Regions from separate parts of the Pan troglodytes genome. Here region 2 is linked to region 1. The links are chromatin contacts, called in public Hi-C maps. All regions are on one chromosome and are shown on one strand. Each heading gives the region's core, a stretch centred on a gene start, on an enhancer-like site or on the middle of the called end of the contact. The rest is flanking DNA. Distances are from core to core; before and after follow the strand shown. Region 1 holds the start of RBM15B (RNA binding motif protein 15B). Region 2 holds the start of TEX264 (testis expressed 264, ER-phagy receptor).

The links. A called contact is a pair of places that touch in the nucleus more often than the background predicts.
Region 2: a Hi-C map of stem cell-derived neural progenitor cells shows a contact between it and region 1, with 5 times the contacts expected there. The contact joins the promoter of TEX264 here to the promoter of RBM15B in region 1. A contact is called at or near these places in 1 of 7 Hi-C or Micro-C datasets (stem cell-derived neural progenitor cells) and 1 of 1 datasets of contacts at active chromatin or transcription factors (stem cell-derived excitatory neurons).

The regions. Positions count from the first base shown.
Region 1 is chr2:55,423,434-55,427,380 of NHGRI_mPanTro3-v2.0_pri, forward strand. RBM15B (RNA binding motif protein 15B) reads left to right here and starts at 1,337. Exons shown (of 1, transcript XM_516489.8): 1 at 1,337-3,947. The coding sequence starts at 1,458.
Region 2 is chr2:55,704,382-55,708,119 of NHGRI_mPanTro3-v2.0_pri, forward strand. It overlaps TEX264 (testis expressed 264, ER-phagy receptor), which reads left to right and starts at 1,782. Exons shown (of 5, transcript XM_016941188.3): 1 at 1,782-1,921. It overlaps LOC107970649 (a long non-coding RNA gene), which reads right to left and starts at 1,754. Exons shown (of 2, transcript XR_001713350.4): 1 at 1,282-1,754; 2 at 1-291.

The DNA of each region.
Region 1 (3,947 bases), core at 87-2,586:
TTTTGCTGGAGTCTGCTTCTTAAGCCACTCTCTGTGGCACTGGTGCTTAGGAAACCCAGTTGTTGGTGTGAGCTGTGGCTCAATGAAGACACCTGTAGAAACCACCTGAAAGGACGGACTAAGAACCAGTGCTTTCCAAGTAATTGCTCTTGCCTCAGATCACTTCACTTGTGTCTCCTAAGCTCAGTTTGCCTGTAGGAGGCCTTGCTGCTGTGGAACCCATTGCTTTCTTCCAAGACCTTTCCCCCTGCACCTGCCTGAGCTACTCCAGGAGCTGCTTTCTCATTGTGCGAAGAGGGCATGACTTGGTCTGCTCTTCCCCATCGCAAGGATTCTGTGCCGGAAATTGGGTCAGGTTCTACCATGGCTCCAGCAACTGTCCTTGGAGAATGAAAGCTTCCTCAATGGGCTTGAGCACCTGGGCACCCTTTCCCTCACCTCAGCTGGGGAGAAGAGGTCGTCCTGAAGGTGATGAACAGGAGGGTACTGGCCAGCGAGGGGTCAGCGTGGCAAGCTGTGATAACTGCTGGCACTATCTGTGCATATGGCCTCTTCATCCTTGGCTCTTACGGCCCTACCTTTCCAGCCTATCTGCCCAGATGCCCACAGAAGAGGGTGGGACCCAAGAGTGGCGTTAAAGAGTCTATTCCAACTCCATCAACTGCAACTGCAGGCTTGTCTCTGCTTTCGGTTTTTACCTGCGTGACAGCAATTGTCCTCACGGCCTTTTCGGGGACTGCTGCAGGTGAACCTGCACGTGGAGAATGCGCAGAATGTGGGCCTTGGGTCCTGGACAGGGTCTAAGGATAGGCATGCATTAGTCCTTGGCGCTGTCAACGCCGGATCCCAGGCAGGAGATGCCAACGAGGGTGATGTGGGGTTTGCTCAAGCCTAGTCCTAGGACTGAGGGGATACTACATAAAGAGACCACTGACTGGGTCAATGCCCCAGGTCCCAACGGCCATGGAAGCTGCCACTCCTGCTCCAATCAGCGCGGGCTCCAGTGCTTGCAAGAGGAGATAGCTGGACCCAGAGCGGCAAAGCACGGCTGGGAGCACAAAGCGTTAGGTCGTCTCGCCGGCCTCTCAGGGTTCACTACACTCCGCGTAGCCTCAAGCATCGGCCATGCGGGCCGCGCGGTGGCGCCAGAGCGCGCGGCCCGGGCCCACTCACCCAGCACTCACAGGGTCACATGGCACTGGGCGACGCAGCGCGATGACGCAGGCCCGGCGCGGGTCTTGCTCCGCCCGCCGCAGAGTCACGTGGCAGGACGGCGCACCTTGATAACGCAATGCCCGGCCCCTCGGCGCCGCTCCCGCCCCGCCCCGCCGCCACCGCCGCGCCGAGTCCTTTTGTCCAAGATGGCGGCGCCGGGGGCGCTGCCTCCTCGGCCGCCGCCTCCGCCGCCGCCGCTGCTGTGAGAAACCTACGGGCCGCCCGCCCGCCGCGCCAGCGCCATGAAGCGGCAGAGCGAGCGAGACTCTAGCCCGAGCGGGCGCGGCTCGTCATCGTCGGCCAAGCGTCCGCGGGAGCGCGAACGGGAGGCGGAGGCGGGCGGGCGGCGGGCGGCGCACAAGGCCTCTGGCGGCGCCAAGCACCCGGTTCCAGCGCGGGCCCGCGACAAACCCCGCGGCAGCGGAAGCGGCGGGGGCGGGCATCGCGACGGCCGCGGCACCGGGGACGCGAATCACCGCGCGAGTAGCGGGCGCTCCTCGGGCTCCGGCGCTGGCGGCGGGGGACGCGGCGGCAAGGCCTCGGGGGACCCGGGCGCCTCCGGCATGTCGCCCCGCGCGTCTCCTCTGCCGCCGCCTCCGCCACCGCCTGGGGCCGAGCCCGCGTGTCCCGGCTCATCCGCGGCCGCGCCTGAGTACAAGACGTTGCTCATCAGCAGCTTGAGCCCCGCGCTGCCCGCCGAGCACCTCGAGGACCGGCTCTTCCACCAGTTCAAGCGCTTCGGCGAGATCAGCCTCCGCCTGTCGCACACGCCTGAGCTGGGCCGTGTGGCCTACGTGAATTTCCGGCACCCACAGGACGCACGCGAGGCCCGCCAGCACGCCCTGGCCCGGCAGCTGCTGCTCTACGACCGCCCGCTCAAGGTAGAGCCCGTGTACCTGCGTGGCGGCGGCGGGAGCAGTCGGCGAAGTAGCAGCAGCAGCGCCGCCGCTTCCACGCCTCCCCCAGGGCCGCCCGCGCCCGCCGACCCGCTCGGCTACCTCCCGCTACACGGAGGCTACCAGTATAAGCAGCGCTCGCTGTCCCCCGTCGCTGCCCCGCCCCTGCGGGAGCCCCGTGCCCGTCACGCCGCCGCAGCCTTCGCCCTGGATGCCGCTGCTGCCGCCGCCGTGGGACTGTCCCGGGAGCGGGCCCTGGACTACTACGGGCTGTACGACGACCGTGGGCGCCCCTATGGCTACCCAGCTGTGTGTGAGGAGGACCTGATGCCCGAGGATGACCAGCGGGCCACGCGCAACCTCTTCATTGGTAACCTGGACCACAGCGTATCTGAGGTGGAGCTGCGAAGGGCCTTCGAGAAATATGGCATCATCGAGGAGGTGGTCATCAAGAGGCCTGCCCGTGGCCAGGGCGGTGCCTATGCCTTCCTCAAGTTCCAGAACCTGGACATGGCCCATAGGGCTAAGGTGGCCATGTCGGGCCGAGTGATTGGTCGCAACCCCATTAAGATAGGCTATGGCAAGGCCAACCCCACCACTCGTCTCTGGGTGGGTGGCCTGGGACCTAACACGTCACTGGCGGCTCTGGCCCGAGAGTTTGACCGCTTTGGGAGCATTCGGACCATTGATCACGTCAAAGGAGATAGCTTTGCCTATATTCAGTACGAGAGCTTGGACGCAGCCCAGGCCGCCTGTGCTAAAATGAGGGGTTTTCCCTTGGGTGGACCAGACCGCAGGCTCCGCGTGGATTTTGCCAAAGCAGAGGAGACTCGGTACCCCCAGCAGTACCAGCCCTCGCCACTCCCTGTGCATTATGAGCTGCTTACAGATGGATACACCCGGCACCGCAACCTGGACGCCGACCTGGTGCGGGACAGGACGCCCCCACACCTTCTGTACTCAGACCGAGACCGGACTTTTTTGGAAGGGGACTGGACCAGCCCCAGTAAAAGCTCTGACCGCCGAAACAGCCTTGAGGGCTACAGTCGCTCAGTGCGCAGCCGGAGTGGTGAGCGTTGGGGGGCAGATGGAGACCGTGGTTTGCCCAAGCCCTGGGAAGAGAGGCGGAAACGGAGAAGCCTTTCCAGTGACCGTGGGAGGACAACCCATTCCCCATATGAGGAACGGAGTAGGACCAAGGGCAGTGGGCAGCAGTCAGAGCGGGGCTCCGACCGCACCCCTGAGCGCAGCCGCAAGGAGAACCACTCCAGTGAAGGGACCAAAGAGTCCAGCAGCAACTCCCTCAGCAACAGCAGACATGGGGCTGAGGAACGGGGCCACCACCACCACCACCACGAGGCTGCAGACTCTTCCCACGGGAAGAAGGCAAGAGACAGCGAGCGCAATCACCGGACCACAGAGGCCGAACCCAAGCCTCTGGAAGAGCCAAAACATGAGACCAAAAAGCTGAAGAATCTTTCAGAGTACGCTCAGACACTACAGCTGGGTTGGAATGGGCTTCTGGTGTTGAAAAACAGCTGCTTCCCCACGTCTATGCACATCCTAGAGGGGGACCAGGGGGTGATCAGCAGTCTCCTCAAAGACCACACTTCTGGGAGCAAGCTGACCCAGCTGAAGATCGCCCAGCGCCTTCGACTGGACCAGCCCAAGCTTGACGAGGTCACACGACGCATCAAGCAGGGGAGCCCCAACGGCTATGCGGTCCTCTTAGCCACCCAGGCAACCCCCAGTGGGCTTGGCACTGAGGGGATGCCCACAGTGGAGCCCGGTCTGCAGAGGCGGCTTCTCAGGAACCTGGTCTCCTACTTGAAACAG
Region 2 (3,738 bases), core at 532-3,031, 280 kb after region 1:
GCACATGGCTGGGCGAACAGGTTTCCTCAGACCTGTTACAAGGGGTTGGAATGAAGAAAGTGCCTTGTAGAGTAGGCTGCTGCCTCCTGGTGGCCAGCCGCTGCCTTGCAGGGATCCTGCCAAGGGACTTCACTTGGCACTGTTGGAAGCAGCCTGAGGTGAAGCTGGGCAGGCTGATGTCATGGCCTGCAGCCCCAGTCACCAGCGGACTCTCCTCCCACAAAAGAGGTGCTGAAGCTCCTGAGGCACATGTTGAACTCTGATGTGGGGCTCTAGAGTTCCCCAATCAGGCTAAGGGAAGTGAGCAGAGAGAACAAGATAAAGAATGGGCACTTCTTTATAATGGTTTCCTGGGAAAAGCTCACCACCTTCTGAGAAGCAGGAGAAATGACCACGCAGACCCTGCAGGCAGAGGCTGTCAATCTCTGAGCCCGGGCCATGGCTGCTCCTGTGTCAAAGGAAATGCTACCAAGTGTGTAGCCCGCCTGCCTGGGGCACCTAAGCTGGGGGTTTGACCGTGTGCTTGATGTTCATAGGTAAAACAACTGCTGCGACCTGCACTGGCCCAGCCCAGAGTGCCTGTGAGGGGCCAGCTGCCTGTTCTGCCAGTTTGCCTAGAGGGCTGGGACAGGCTTGGCCCTGTGGATAAGGTTCAAACTCCCCTGCCTGCGGAAGGAAGAATGTGAAGCAGAGGGAAAGGAAGCTGGGATTTTGACTGTCTCTGTGTGCACAGCCTGCTCTTTGCTGGTGCAGTAGTGGGATCCACAAGGTGAACCACCCTGTGACTGCTGACTTTTCCCACCACCACCTTCGTGGTGTTCCCATCTGCTGGATCCCCTCCCAAACATCAGTCCTTGTCAGGATACCAAAGTAGCTCTTGGCCTCGCCGGTCTTGTAGCCAAGCTTATGAGCATAGTTGTCACCTTCCCCACCTCCCACCAAAAGTCCGGGATTTTCACGAGGGGAGCATTTTATCTTTGGGCCCCTAGAAGAGTGCTTTGTAGTTTGTAGGTCCTCAGAAATTTGAGGTGAAGATTGAACCAATCATCAAGGAGCTTACACTTGACGTGGGAATCACGTAAGTTACCGCTAAACCACAAAGGTAGACCAGCCTCCCCCAGCCACAACCTGGGCACTGAGGGAGGAGCCTGGAAGAAGGGCATTCCCATGGAACGTGAACTCCAGGAGGGCAGAACCTTGGTTTTGTTCACTCTATCTCCAGCCCCTAGAACTGTCCTGGCAAGGAGTAATAATAAGTGTTGGATGGATGAATATACTCACGGAAGTGGGAATGGGTGGGTGGAGGCAGGAAGCAGATATTTGCGCTATGCAGAAGTTGGATCCACCAGTTTCTTCCGCGAGCCCAGACTGGGCTTCAGCTTCCTCACCTATGCCTTTCTTGGTTCCCAAGTCTGTTGCGAAGCCACAGTGAGAGAAAGTGGCAGGACTAAAGGTGGTACAAATGCCAGAGGCTGATACTGCTGTGCTGCGCCTCCCTAGGCTGTACAAATTCTCCTCAGCCCCAGCTCCCTGGTCCCCAGCCTGGCCCTCTACTGCGGGCCACTGGGCTGCCTCCCGTACCCGAGCCTGGGCCAGGCTGTCACTGTGGTGCTCCTGCCAACCCAGATGCCCTGGGGTGTTGCTAAATCAACCTCAGCAACCGGATAGTTTGTTGGAGGCGGGAAGGTACGCCGTGGGTTCCGCCGCAGCCAGCGCTGGGGCTAGGCACACGCCCGTTGCCATGGAGACGGGGCGGGGCAGGCCTCCGCCCTCCGGGTCCCGCGCGCACGCGCCCACGGCCACGGCCATGTCCCGCCGCGAGAGGGGGCGGAGCGAGCGTGCGCGGCGGGCGCGCGCAGGCTCCGTAACCGAACCCTGAGCCGCCTGCGCGGATCGGCGTCCGCAGCGGGCGGCTGCTGAGGTGAGGGCCGGGCCAGAGGAGAGGCATACCCGCTGGGGCGTAGGTCTGGGACTCCCCCTGTCCGCCCTGGCGCGACCTCAGGACTCTCCGTGTCCCCTCCGTGACCCCCGCGGCCCGGGCCGCTCTTTGCATCTTGTCTTGCCCACAGCTGGCCTCGGCCAGGTCCGAGGGCCTGGATGCGACCTTGGGGCAGCCCCTACTCTTCCGGGCAGCCCACTTCCGCGGCCACCGGTGCAGGGCATGCCCCGGGGCCGTGGAGGTGAGGGAAAGAGGCGCGAGTCGCGTTTTAACTCCGCCCCCGTCCCCCAAGGCCGCGCCTCGCAGCCTGGGCTGCAAACTTTAGCGTCCTTTAAGTTACAGACGTGCGTGGGACTCCGTGAGGAGGTGGGCGAAGAGAAAGGCTCTGAGTAAATAGGCAAGGCCCGGGGTGAGCAGGGGCTGGAATCCGAAAGTGGGAGGCGGCGGCCCCCCACCCTCCATAGTCCTTCCGCCCTCTGCTAGCACCGAAGTTTAGCCCAGGACGGGGGCCGTTTAAGGGCCCGGCCCTCCGCCGCCGCGCACGTGAGCGGCACCAGGAAGCTGGCTGGGCGCAGCCTTCCCTGAGGCTCGCCGGCACCGGCCGCACGCGTCCATCCCGGGCCTCTGAGCGGAGGGGGAACCGAGGCTAGAGGGAGGGCGCAGTCTGCCCAAGGTCAGCGGCAGCGGCAGTTTCTGGGCGCCAAGTGTGGTTGGAGTCCTCCAGGAAGAGGGGCGTGACCAGAGCTCTAGCGAAGAGACCTGACATTGTAAAGCTAGGTTTGGCTTCTGATTTCCACAAGGGGTTTGAGAATGGGACGAGGGTGCTTTAGAGGGACCGGTAGGCTTTCCCTGAGGAGGGTAATCAGGGCATGATGGTTGGCTCAGTGGTTATTTCCTGGGCAGGGGTGACTGTTCTTTCAGCTCCCAGCACTGGAGCGCTCGGCCGCTGCCGCACTGGATGCCAGCAGTTACTAAAAGTGAGCCTGGCATTTCAGGTGAGCTCCCAGACCTTCTTCCTTTTCTCTTGAATATAGGGGAAATTCACGTTACCTCTCCACGTGCCGACCAAGGCTCTGAGACCCCCAGGTGGGTTTTCTCCCCCCCCCCCCCCCCCCCCCCGTTTTCTGAGCAGTTTGGGAAGTGAGAGGAAGAGAAAGGTAGATACTAAGTTTTCTTGAGGAGACAGGAAGTGTTCAGCTGAGATGGCAGATCAGGGTGAGGGCTTGTCATTCCCAAGGCAAGTGGGGGCCTAGATGCTGAGAGTTTTCCAGCTTTGGGCTCAGAGATGTCCAACAAGGATTTAATGCTTCAGCCGTTTTGGAAGCCAGTCACCAGAGAGGAGAGAGAAAGTGGAAATGAGGGGCTGGAGTCAGACTGTCTGGGCTTGTGTTGCCTGCATTTTGGTCCACGTGGCTCTGTTTAATACCTGTGTTACCTTGGGCAAGTCTCTTAACCTCTAACTACTTGAACCTTTAGCCTTACCTACCTCTTTGGATTGCTTTGAGGGTGAATGAAGTAGCTGTGTTTCAACATTTAGACAGTGCCTGGCGTATAGTAAGCATTCAGTGGAAGATTTCTCATCATTATCAAAGAAAATTGGAATGAAAGTTACTGGAGACAAGATGAGTAGGACAGGCAGAAAAGAGAGAGATACTGATGGGTAGAAGCACAGATGGGTGAGACTAGTGGGCAACACCTCAATTTCTTGACACCAAAAGTTTAGAAATTTACTTTGCCTCTTTGTGAGCAAATACTGTGTGCTCATTGACTCCAAAGACAATTTTTTTTTAGCGTAAAAT